Regions from separate parts of the Arachis hypogaea genome. Here region 1 is linked to region 2. Evidence: chromatin contacts called from public Hi-C data. All regions are on one chromosome and are shown on one strand. The core of a region is the stretch at or near the end of the contact, and the rest is flanking DNA. Distances in the headings are between cores, read along the strand shown. Region 1 overlaps LOC112751177 (probable sulfate transporter 3.5). Region 2 holds the start of LOC112751175 (leucine-rich repeat extensin-like protein 4).

Region 1 (6,166 bases), core at 381-2,880, 130 kb before region 2:
TTCTTAATTTCCTGATTTTATACGCTTATGTAGGAGTAACATCAATTGACATGACTGGTATCGAAGGATTGCTAGAGACTTATAGAGTATTGGAAAAGAATGGAATTCAGGTACAATATAGAATTAAACTTCTTGGACTATATATCTATATAGCTAGATCCTTCAACTTGATTTATTAAAAAATAAAAAACATATTATATATATCTATATATAATGTTTTTACTTTTATTTATTTTCTTTTTGTAGATGTTAATAGTGAACCCAAGACTTGAGGTTATGGAGAAGCTGGTGGCATCCAATTTTGTAGACAAGGTTGGGAAGGATTCATTCTATCTGAATTTGGATGATGCAGTGAATGCAACTCAATATTCACTTCGTTCACTCAAGACCAATAACAATAATATTAATGAAGACACAACTCATCAACAATTACCCGATCATCATGCCTAATAAAAGTTATTAATTAAGTAGGAGGTTAGAGCATAGAAAATAAAATAATGATGTGTTTTAATTCGTTTAAAGTAGTTGAGATCAAACTTCGTGTATGTTCATCGCTTGTACAATTAAAAATTTTTAGAGAAAAACAACCTAGTTGATAACTAGAGTAGTCTAGATTGTCAAATGGTGTATCAATATTGTGGGTCAAGAAATGTGAAATATCCACCTTTAATTTATTCATACATTGTCACATAATTTTGTTAGCAATGTTTTTTTCTCTCTCTAACCTATTCTACAAGTCAAAAATCAACTTGTTTTGGATCTGAAATTACTATATGCATAAAGTATAATTCGAATATGATAGTTTTTTAGTTAGACGAGTGAATTGATACCAATCAAAATCAGCAAATTACTAAATTTCAAATTCAAATTTTCAGGCGTTGAAGCTTTTTTTTTTTTCCTGGTAGTTGATGCATTAAAATTCTGGGCATTAAAGATCGTTATAGTGGTTTTAGACTTTTTGTTGAAATCACAATTTGTTTCAATTTTTTTTCAGAATTTGTTTCTACTTTATTGAAGGATAAATATTTATTCTCTTATTAGGCCTAACAAAAGGCCCATAATATGTTCAACGGCTTAGTCCAAACAAGATCCCCATAGAGTCAATTAATCGATCCTTACCTTTCAGCTTTGAGCCCACAAGGCCTATAGCAGGAAAACATGAAGCCCACTACTGTAGTTTCAGTATCATTTTCTTGAAAACAAAAATTCCATACCAAAATCCTAATATGAGTTTTTTTTTTTAATTGATTTGGTTTATTTGAAATTTATAAATTATGAGTTTTCGTTTTTGTTGTCAACGATATTTCAGTTTGGTAGGTCAATTACTAATTTGTTGCAAATCAAAATCTTATTTAAGGGTTTGTTGCTGGCCAACGGATTATTGCATGCACAAAGACAGATTCAATCCTTGACACTTATTTAAGCGAACTAGTGAGCTAACCATTATACCAATCCAAATTGGTTATAAATTTTTTTTTTTGTCATACATCCTAACACACACATACCCTTCTCTCTCCATGGTTCCATATAACCACTTTCTAATTATAACTATGATTTAAACTCTGATGCACTATCTAGCAAGGCATATACAAATGTCGCTAGATTACATCCTTTTTTTTTTTGGTAATACTAGATTACATTCTTAAAAGCAGATACTATATAAAGTGGTAAATAGACTGGGAGCAGTATAATTGGGCTTAGCCCAATTAATAGAAATAAAGTTTGATAATTGAATTGGTCGAATAGTCAATTTACTCGTCCACTTAAATAAATGTCAAGAGTTGAATTCTGTCTTGTACATATAGTAACTCAATAACTAGTGACAAATCTTTAAATAGAATTTAAATCTGCAACAGATTAGTTTTTGAATACCGTAGATAACCATTAATGTCCAAAAAAAAGAATAGAACTTATAATAAGATGTTGAATTTTAATAAATACTCTTTGTTCTCGGTGGTTTCTCTCTAATTTTCTCCTTGATCAACCATGCTTCTTCCTTATCACACACTCATGTTATAATATTCATCCTCATTCTCTTTTATTCATATATCAACACAATCACATTTGATGGTTATCAGTGGCTAAGAGAAGGGGGTTGAATCTTAGCCCCTTTTTGCTTGATAATACTTGCTGACTCTTGAAACCAACTTTGGAAACCTTTTGTCTTTTTATCTCGTCACTAGCCACGAGACTTTTTTTTTTGTCTCGTCCCTAGCCACGAGACTTTTCTTTTTGTCTCGTCACTTTACACGAGATATTTTTTGTTTTTACTCCTGTGCAGTAAAAACAGAAATGGAGTAGAGAAGAGAGAAAATTACACCCAAATATATCCTGGTTCAGCTGCTAAGTGCAGTGCAGCTTACATCCAGTCTCCATCACAAACATGATGAAATTTCACTATAATCTTCCTGATTACAATCTGTAAAGTGCTAACCCAACTTACAAGGGGATTCCCACAAAATCATGAAACACAACATAGATGAACAAAAGAACTCTAAGGACATCTATGGCTTTTTATTTTAATTTTGCACTCTCTGCCTTTTTTCGCTCTATGGCTTTTTCATACAAACCTCACTGTTTGCCTTTTTCCATGAGACTCAAGACATGACAAAATTAAACAGAAAAATACAAAACAGAATATATTGAAGGAGAAGAAAATCTGTAAGCTTAGGTAGCTCTGAGAATCATGTGCCTTGCACTCTCACTGCTTACTTCTAACTCCTTGCTCCAAACAGTGGCTGTTCTCTCTTTTTATAGAAGAGGGAAGCCTCCACTTTTGAAGCCAAAAATCAAGCCAACTTCTTCTCCAAGAAACAGATCCGGTTCGGCCACACAGAGAGAGAAGAGATAACCATGCAAAACCCAACATGCAATTACCTTTAGTCCTTCCTTGGTCATCACCCTTCATCAATCCGAGCGCTCCATCCTTGGCTTGCTCTCCAAGATGAATTTCTGGCCCTTGATGCTTCATGATGATGATGGCTTCATCTGCTTCAATCTCTGCCTCTTCCATCACTTCGCCACTCTAGCTACTTCCTGTGGTGGTTGAGCAGAATCAAAGACAAGCCATGCCTCCAAGAATCTCTACCTTGCTGGCCGAATCTTCTTCTTTCTTTTTTGAGTATGAAGAGCTCGAGATTATCTCACCAAATCTTACTATTTTGGGTGAATATCTCAGCCACAGCATACTTTTATTTTGTTATGTTTTCTTGCCATCATTGAGATGGTCTTGAGACGTGCTCCATCTTCTTTTCGGTGAGTAGGTGTAGCTTCCATGGCTTCTTGGATAATGACCGAAAGAGAAGAAGGAAAGATGAGAGAGAAGACACAAATGAATGAGAAGTAATTAAATGAAGTTAAACACTTGAGTGGAAAAAGTTGCTTTTACTTCCCTTGCTTGAGTGGCGTGCTGCAACAATAAATCAATCATGTCACTCATTTTCTTTCTCTCATTTATGTTTCCAATGCTATCAAGATGAAATTTGAAATCCATCCTTAATGAAAGTTGGAATCCGTTGGAGAGCATAAGGCAAATGATAACATTTGCTTTCATGATGGATTTTGGATCAAACATTGGATCACTTAACATAGATATTGGGCTTGTAATAATAAAATCAATTTGGCCCATTATAACAACTAGCTTCAGCCACAAATTAATTTGGACATTCAAAGCTAAGTTAATAATAAAACACTTGGGCTTGTTAATTTTCTTTTGTTTCGACCCAAAATAAATTCAGCCATACTCATCATGTATTCTTGCATTAAATCAAGACTGAGTATAATTGGGCTTGCACCAAAATTTTATTTTCGGCCCAATTAAAATCTGCATCACAAAATTATTAATTAACATATGTTAAATGAAAATCAAATTAATAATATTGTGATTAAATATTTCAATAATGTTTATTCATCATCAAAATTAACTTGGAATTTTCCAAACTCATCAACATTTATCAATATACACACAAAAATCACAATTCCAATGCTTAACACAGGGGATTAAGATCTATGTTTTTTCAATGGTGTTTTCGTTGAACACCATGACTAGTCTTCATTTACATTTATCAAATCTATAATCATAATTAAACCTATATTCATATTTACCACAGTAAAATCCTTAATTTTTATCCTTTCACACTCAATCGTGCTTGTTACACTTTCTATGTTGGGGAAGTAGTATTAGGTGAGGGATCATGAATGATCCTTGCATTTGATATTGGAGGGTTGTCATTATTTGGATCATGAAAGATCCACTTATTATAGCATGGATATATATTAGAAAGATTAGGCATATAAAAATGAAAAGTAGTAGTAAGATTATTTGGGGTTAGAACAACGAATTTTAAATCTTTATAGTAATACAAATGAGGAGCTCACATGCTGACGCGGCACTCATACGTTGAATCTGAAAGTTTATTTGCTTACGTGTCGTCACTAAAAATTTTTAGAATTATATTTATAAATTATAAATTATTATTTGCTTAGTTTGTTATTTTCAAATTTTAAATTGTTTGTTTAGATTATTTTACTTAAATTGTTATTTTTTAAATTTTAGATTATTTTATTTAGGTTGTTATTTTTTAAATTTTAACACTATTCTATAAAATTTTGTTTTTTTTTAAATTGCAGCTACATACGTCCTTTTACATATATTTACGTTGATTTAGAATTTTAAAAATTATTAATATATTTATTTACTATATCTGGGTTGTTTTACTTGGGTGGTTATTTTTTAAAATTTCAAATTATTTTATTTAGATTGTTGTTTTTTAACTTTTAGATTATTTTACTTAAGTTGTTATTTTTTAATTTTAAATTATTTTACTTAAGTTGTTATTTTTTAAATTTTAACGCTATTTTTTAAAAATTTGTTGATTTTTTTTAATACTATTTTTTTAAATTTTATTAATTTTTTTTTTAAATTACAGCTACATACATTCTTTTACATATATTTACCTTAATTTAGAATTTAAAAAATTATTAATATATTTATTTACTTTATCTGTAAGCCTCAATTCAAATTTAAATTAAAGTCAATTAAATTTAAAAAAATTTAGCTATGAGCCAACTATAAAAGTATAAGTTATGGGATATGTATAGCACCACAATTCAAAGTACATCAATCATTTTCTCTACATATATCCAAAATCTAAAATTTTTCTACTTATTCCAATGGCTGTTATTCACAAAATTGCAGAAATCAATCCTACCATTGACAATTTGTGTGTACGTGTTCGAGAGATACGATTATGGATACTACCAAGTTACAGAAATTCTCCATTGCCATACTCAATTGAGATGGTCTAACTTGATGAAGACATGAGTTTTCTACTAATATTTTTTATATTATTTTAAATTTATATTATTTATATTTTAAATTTGTTTGTTTATCCCCATTTAATTGTTCTTTGATTTTTGTTTATCAATTCTAGGGAGGAAAAATACACGCTTCAGTTAAGAGGGCTCTTGTGTCTTGATTCATGAATTTGTTAAGAGAAGAAATATCTTACCAAATAAGATATTTTGGTGTTGAAATTAGTGAGGGTAACTTCAAGACTACACATCATGAGTATATGGTTAATTTAAGCTAACATACCGATGTGTAGAGACTTCCAGAATCATCAAGTATCCCACGATATGGATTTAATTTTGTTAGTTTTGATACTCTCAATACTCCTGGGTACGATTATACCTATTTATTTGGTAAGTTTATTGTTTTAGAAAAAGTATAATTTATTTATAAATTTATTTATTTTGTTGATAATTTCGGCTGTGTTTTTTTCTTAACAAATTTATTGACAATAATTTTTTTTATTTTAATTCATTTTAGATATTATTGAATATCTTGCTGGAATTGGGAATGAGAGTACTCTTGAAAAAGATGACAAATCTACTAAATACACTATTATTGAATTAGAGATTGATGATGAGTAATCATATATTTATTTTTATAAATATAAAAATTTTGATATTCTCATATTTTTAAATTGTTATTTTAACTTATTTTATTATGAATAATTTTATTAATATTATTAATAAGTAACAAATGTATCTTAACTAACATTAAGCTTACTTATTAAATATTCATACTTATTAAGCTTTTTTTGTGCACACGCGAAAAAATAGCAGAGAGTTAGAAAGAGGATAATTACGATACAACAGAGCG
Region 2 (6,098 bases), core at 2,123-4,622:
AATATTAAGCGGCGGGTTTGGAGGTCCTTGCTTTCCCCCAAATTGACGCAACACTCGATCAACATTTAGGATCTCAATCCATCTAAAAAATATGAGAGGCACAACGGCGATATAGAAATCTCCATGTGGGTGGCCGAGGAATTCAGCAAGAACTCTAGACAGAATCCGTGGGTCCATGTACGGTTGCCAAACAAACTACACATAAGAGAAACCCCTTCAGTAAAGGCATATACATAGTAGTTCGTAAGATATTAATAACAACTAGCACCAACATCATCCACGTGCAGATTGTCCAACCTCAGCCGATGCCTCAATAACCGCTGCTCAGCATAGTCATTTTGTCCTTTTTTTTCCTGCCCGCCTGTTGGACCAAGGCAAAGTTAAAAAAAATATTAAACACCAACCGCAAAGGATATATGAGAAAAGTCACAAAGTGGGAAGACATATACCATACCTCGTTGCTAAAGGAAAACTATATGGTGTCGTAACATTCGGTGCCAAGAAAGGTAACCTGTAGTATATCCACGACATCAGCAACGTATGACAACCGGCCATACCCTCAACACTGTAGTCGGTTGCTAAGCACATAGCACGATATAACCAACAGAGGACGGCGCTACCCCAACTGTAGGTGCAGATCGCATCAAAGTCAGCCAACAATGGCAGATATCGAACATGCACCGTGTTGTTGGCCTTGTCCGGAAGAAGCACGTCTCCCAACAGGTAAAGCATGTAACACCGTGCATACTGCATGAGGCCATTATCTTCTAAGTCAAGCGGCATCTGCTGAAGACGATTTCTGAGCCACTTCAGCTTTATGTTGAACTTTGTTGTCCCTACGTGGCCGGCGGGAACCTCACCTAGAAGTTCATGACACCATTCCCAAATATCTCTTTGGTGAAACTTGCTCCATGACCTCAAAGTACCACTAACAGGCTGACCATCAACAGGTAACCCTAACTGCATTGCTACATCCTCCAGAGTTATTGTACACTCCCCCCAAGGAAGATGGAAGGTATGTGTCTCCGGTCGCCATCGTTCGACCAAGGCACTAATAAGTGGATTGTCGTACTCGAATCGCTTGATCAAAGAGGCATGGTAAAATCCCGTGCGTCTCAGATAAGGCTCAAGCCTCTGCCGTCTAATTTTCATGCTTGGATCTGCAGGGTCTACCATGAAAACATCAACGAGCGTGCCATGAGGAGTAAGGACACGTGTCGGCTGCAACCAAAGGTAGCAAGAAATACAACAGCTCAAAATTCTCTACAAAAATTTCTAAAAATGAAAAATATTATGTCTAATAATATTTTAACAACAATAATAAGCTAAATGACGTAAACTAACCTTACGGAATAAATGTGCCGCTATATGATGTTCATCCAACCGGTTCAAGTTCTCCTCTGCATTAACCCCTCCCCCACTCATATTAAAAAAATTTTTTCTCAGCACTGCCCTCCCATCCACCACCCACTACCTTCCTTTCAAGACTTACACAAATTTTTTTTTTTACCTTATGACCCCTTTAACCGTGCAGCAGGTCCCCTCCCTTACAACCCTTTTATAATGAAGTTGGCTCCCTTCCCAAGTGTCTCCTGCCTCCCAACATGACCAATGCATGTGTAGCTGCTTCGTTGACCACCATTTCGTGGGCGCCAGGGACGAGGTCCTCCAATTCGTGGCCGCCGCCAGCAGCTTGGGCCAATTCGCATGCGATGACCCTGAGGTGCCCACCTCGTGTGCGCCATCGCTGATGTTGCTCCATTTCGTGTATGGCAGCAACGAAATGGAGAAAGCTGCTCTCCTACGCCATTTCGTTGGCGTCAGCCGTGAATTGATGGTAAACTCCATTTCTTAGTTGGTGGGTACGAATTGGGCATGCGTATTTTAGGATCACTTTCAACTGGTGCATATTTGGAGAATAAAAGCTTCTCGTATACTTATTTAGATAAAATTTTAAATCCCAATAAATTTGTTATCTCACTATCTTTATCTTCCTTTACATATAAATTTTTGTTGAATCTAAATATTTTTGTTTCTATTGTTGTTATTGTTATTAAACCCGCTTCTAAATTTATTGTTGGTGGTGCGGATTGACGGTGTGGTTTAATATGACAATTCAGTTAAAGCAATAATGGTTAAAAATATAAAGGATAGTAGTAGCAGTAGTTGAAATTTGTGGCGGTATGAATTATGAGTTAGGATGTGATGGTAAGACATGATAGATGATGATGGTGGTGATATTGACCACGATAATAATAATTTACAAATTTTAGATAATTTTTTAATTAAGTCAATTAAAATTTAATATTTAGATATTTTAGTGAGACAAATTTATTTTTTTATAGTTATAATATTAATTTTTATTTTTTTATAAATATTTTTATTTATCTTTTAAATATTTGTAGATAATGATGAATTGTTTTTTTAAATTTAAAATTCACTTTACTTTTTTTGAAAATAAATCTTTTTAATTTTTATTTTATTTGAGAAAATAACGTATAATTTTTTTACTGTATATTTTGTAGGTGAAATTAAAAAATATAAAAAATACTAAAAAATAAAAAATTACACTTTACATTTTCAATTAAAAAAAAAAAGAAAAAAAAGATCTATTCACACTTTCTTTCTATCAAAGACGAATAGACGATTGTGCAATAAATCACTGACCTAAGTTCCCCGCTTCTCCCTTTTTCCCAAAAAGAATTAATAAGTCCGAAATAACGCGTAATCAACGGGCCAACAAAAATTGCACAAAAATATTAAACTAAAATGAATTGAGTCTAGGGCAACCGGCCGAACTGGTATCTAGGGTCAACTAGCCGGAATTCGGCACCACCGACTCTATTATAAAATTTCACAATCATGCTAACAACTTCCTAATGTTGTTATCATTATTATTATTATTTTCCTCTGAAACATTTTACTTATTCTAATAAGTTAGGCGTTATAAAACTTGTAGGTTACACCTACTGCAAATAATTTTGGCTTTGAAAAATAAGCATATATTATGGAAACAATCATTAGTTAAGGCATTATCAAGTAATGCGTATGTATATTTATAAAATGTTTATTGAATTTAATATAGAAAATAGTTTCATTAAGAATTTCACAAAAAAAAAAAAAAAAACAACTCATGGTCACAAACAGCCTTTTTTTTTATTTTAATATGATTATTAAATGGATGTAATACTTAAAAATGATAGTAATATTGTGTTATATACAAATATGATTATTTGATGTGAAATTATACAAAGTTAGTTGTTTGCTATCCGGATAAATATGAAGAGCAAAGAGCAACCACAAAAATAAAATTGAAATTGAATAAAGACAAAAAAGTCGAGTAGTAGAATGAAAGAATGTATTTGTATTTAGAAACTGAAGCTACAATTAAGAACAACAAGTGATGAAGTGAGAGTTTATTTAAAAATTAGAACCACAACTAAGAAGAACAAACAATGAAACGAGAGCTTGGAAAAAGAAAGGGGGTAACTGTTACACTATTACCAAGTATGAATAGAAAAGTTCAGAAACTAATAGGATAGTGATAGCACCGTGAGAATGAATGAGCAATTTAGTTTAGGGTCGAAGCACTATTTGTGGCATTGAATCGACATTAATGACCATAAAGTAGCGATTGTGCGAAGTGAACGCAGTGATGGAGCTAAGGGGTTGAGGGGCGACGAAGATGATACCGGAGCAGTGGTCAGTTTGGTGCGCTCAACAACGAACTCACCAGAGTGTCACATCTTGAAGCTCTCGTAGCCGAAAAATTTTAGTCCCATAAGTTAAGAATTAATTGTCTGCGAATCAAAATTTTATTTAATAATTTATTTAATAAATTATTACATATATAAAACATAATTTAAATATCTAACATTTATTTAAATAGATTAATAAATTAATAATTAAATCAACCCAACTTAATTTTGCTTTAATTAATTTATATCAATGTATTACACAAAAAAAAATTAGCCCACAGACAGCTCTCTAATCCGCGTCTCCTTTCACTTTATTTCAAACTTCCTTAAGGAGTGACAACTAAACGGAATTGTGTTCCAAATAGGATAAGAAAGTCTCGGAGATACCTGTAATTCATCCTTAATTAAATAAAATAAAGGAAGCCCCTCAAAAACAAAAGGGAAAGAACAAAATATTTTACCAAAACTAATAAAGGCACACGTAAACAATAGTTATTAAACAACAATACTACATCTTCAATAAATATTATAATTTTGAATCAATATTTGACCATAATAATTTGTATTTATATTTATTAAAAATAATTTTAAATTTGTGTTAATGAATTACTGATTAAAATTACTAAAATCTCATCGCTCTAGGACTTTTTGGTTATTAAATAATTAAATTATGAACATCTGTAAATTGAAAATTTGAGAAAATTGACCAAAGGAAGGAATTAGAAGAAGAAGAAGAAAGAATTCAGAAAATTGAAAAAAAAAAAAAAAGAAAAGAGAGAGAATCTGGGTGGGCTTTGAGCTGTGATATAGCTGTCCTTTTGATGAATTATTTCATACCACACCACACACCCCATTCTTCTCTCTCTCCCCTCACTCATATACTCACACACAGATCCAAAATTCCTAGAAACCAAAAAAAAAAGAAGAGAGAGAGAACCCATTTTTCTCTTTGCCTCTCTAAACCCACCACCACCACCAACATAATCCTCCATAGCTGCATTATCTCCGGATCTCAAAGGTCGAAACTTTTTCAAAACCCCACTTGAAAAACTAAAGCAAAGAAAAAAAGGAGGAAAGACTAAAGAAGGAAGCAGCATTCAGATGCCTCATGTGAGATGAGGAAGAAAGAAGCCATAACCACTCACCATTTCCACCTCATTGCCTTGTTTCTGGGCTCACTCACACTCACCCTCTCCTCCTCCTTCGCCGCCGCAACAAGCACCACAAAGCACGAGTTCAATGGAGCACTCACGGAGGCAGAAACCATGTACATCAAGCAGAGGCAGCTTCTCTACTACAGAGACGAGTACGGAGACAGAGGAGAAGATGTTACAGTGGACCCTACCTTGGTCTTTGAGAACAACCGCATCAGAAACGCATACATAGCCTTACAAGCATGGAAGCAAGCTATTCTCTCTGATCCTCTGAATCTCACCGCTAATTGGGTAGGTCCTAAGGTGTGCGACTACACTGGAGTCTTCTGTGCACCTGCACCTGATGACAACAGGACCCGCACCGTTGCCGGCATTGACCTCAACCATGGCGACATTGCTGGTTACCTGCCTGAGGAGCTTGGCTTGCTCACAGATCTTGCTCTATTCCACATTAACACAAACAGGTTCTGTGGCACACTTCCCCACAAGTTCGACCGTCTCAAGATCCTCTTTGAGTTAGATCTCAGCAACAACCGGTTTGCCGGTAAGTTCCCGGCGGTAGTTCTGCGATTGCCCAAGCTTAAATTTCTAGATCTGAGGTTCAACGAATTTGAAGGCACAGTGCCTTCACAGCTCTTTGATAAAGATCTGGATGCCATTTTCATAAATCATAATCGTTTCGTCTTCGATTTGCCGGATAATTTCGGGAATTCGCCTGTGTCGGTAATAGTTTTGGCGAACAACAAGTTCCACGGCTGTGTGCCTTCAAGCATCGGGAACATGTCAAGGCTGAACGAGATTATTCTGATGAATAACGGTTTCCGTTCTTGTTTTCCGGCAGAGGTAGGGTTGTTGAAGAATCTAACTGTGTTTGATGTGAGCTTCAATCAGCTGGTGGGGCCTTTGCCGGACGCAATTGGTGGAGCGGTGAGCTTGGAGCAGCTTAATGTGGCACACAACTTGCTCTCTGGTGTAATTCCGGCCAGTATTTGTTCTCTGCCAAATTTGGAGAACTTTACATATTCTTATAATTTCTTCACGGGTGAGCCACCGAGGTGTTTGGCTCTGCCGGCCTTTGATGATAGGAAGAACTGCTTGCCTGCTAGGCCACTGCAGCGCTCTGCCGCCCAATGCAGGGCCACGCCTTCAGTGAATTGTGGCTCTTTCAGGTGTAAGCCTTTTGTTCCGTCAATTCCTTCTCCGCCTGTTGCTCTTCCTCCTCCGGTATTATCGCCTCCACCTCCCC

What was found. Hi-C and Micro-C count contacts between places; a contact is called where the count stands out from the background.
Region 1: a contact with region 2 is called in a Hi-C map of leaf, with 4 times the contacts expected there. The contact joins the enhancer-like site here to the promoter of LOC112751175 in region 2. A contact is called at or near these places in 2 of 8 Hi-C or Micro-C datasets (both in leaf).

Annotation. Positions count from the first base shown.
Region 1 is chr15:147,234,830-147,240,995 of arahy.Tifrunner.gnm2.J5K5, reverse strand. LOC112751177 (probable sulfate transporter 3.5) reads left to right here. Exons shown (of 12, transcript XM_025800232.3): 11 at 34-110; 12 at 247-674. The coding sequence ends at 450. Among protein-coding and RNA genes, the nearest start is that of LOC112751177, 13 kb to the left of the region's middle. Within about 2 kb of position 1,630, at least 2 of the 3 cell types and tissues checked have open chromatin away from gene starts, as enhancers often do.
Region 2 is chr15:147,105,588-147,111,685 of arahy.Tifrunner.gnm2.J5K5, reverse strand. LOC112751175 (leucine-rich repeat extensin-like protein 4) reads left to right here and starts at 3,372. Exons shown (of 1, transcript XM_025800231.3): 1 at 3,372-6,098. The coding sequence starts at 4,814. It overlaps LOC112749196 (protein MAIN-LIKE 1-like), which reads right to left and starts at 1,425. Exons shown (of 4, transcript XM_025797458.1): 1 at 1,345-1,425; 2 at 450-1,221; 3 at 273-361; 4 at 1-195. The coding sequence starts at 1,425.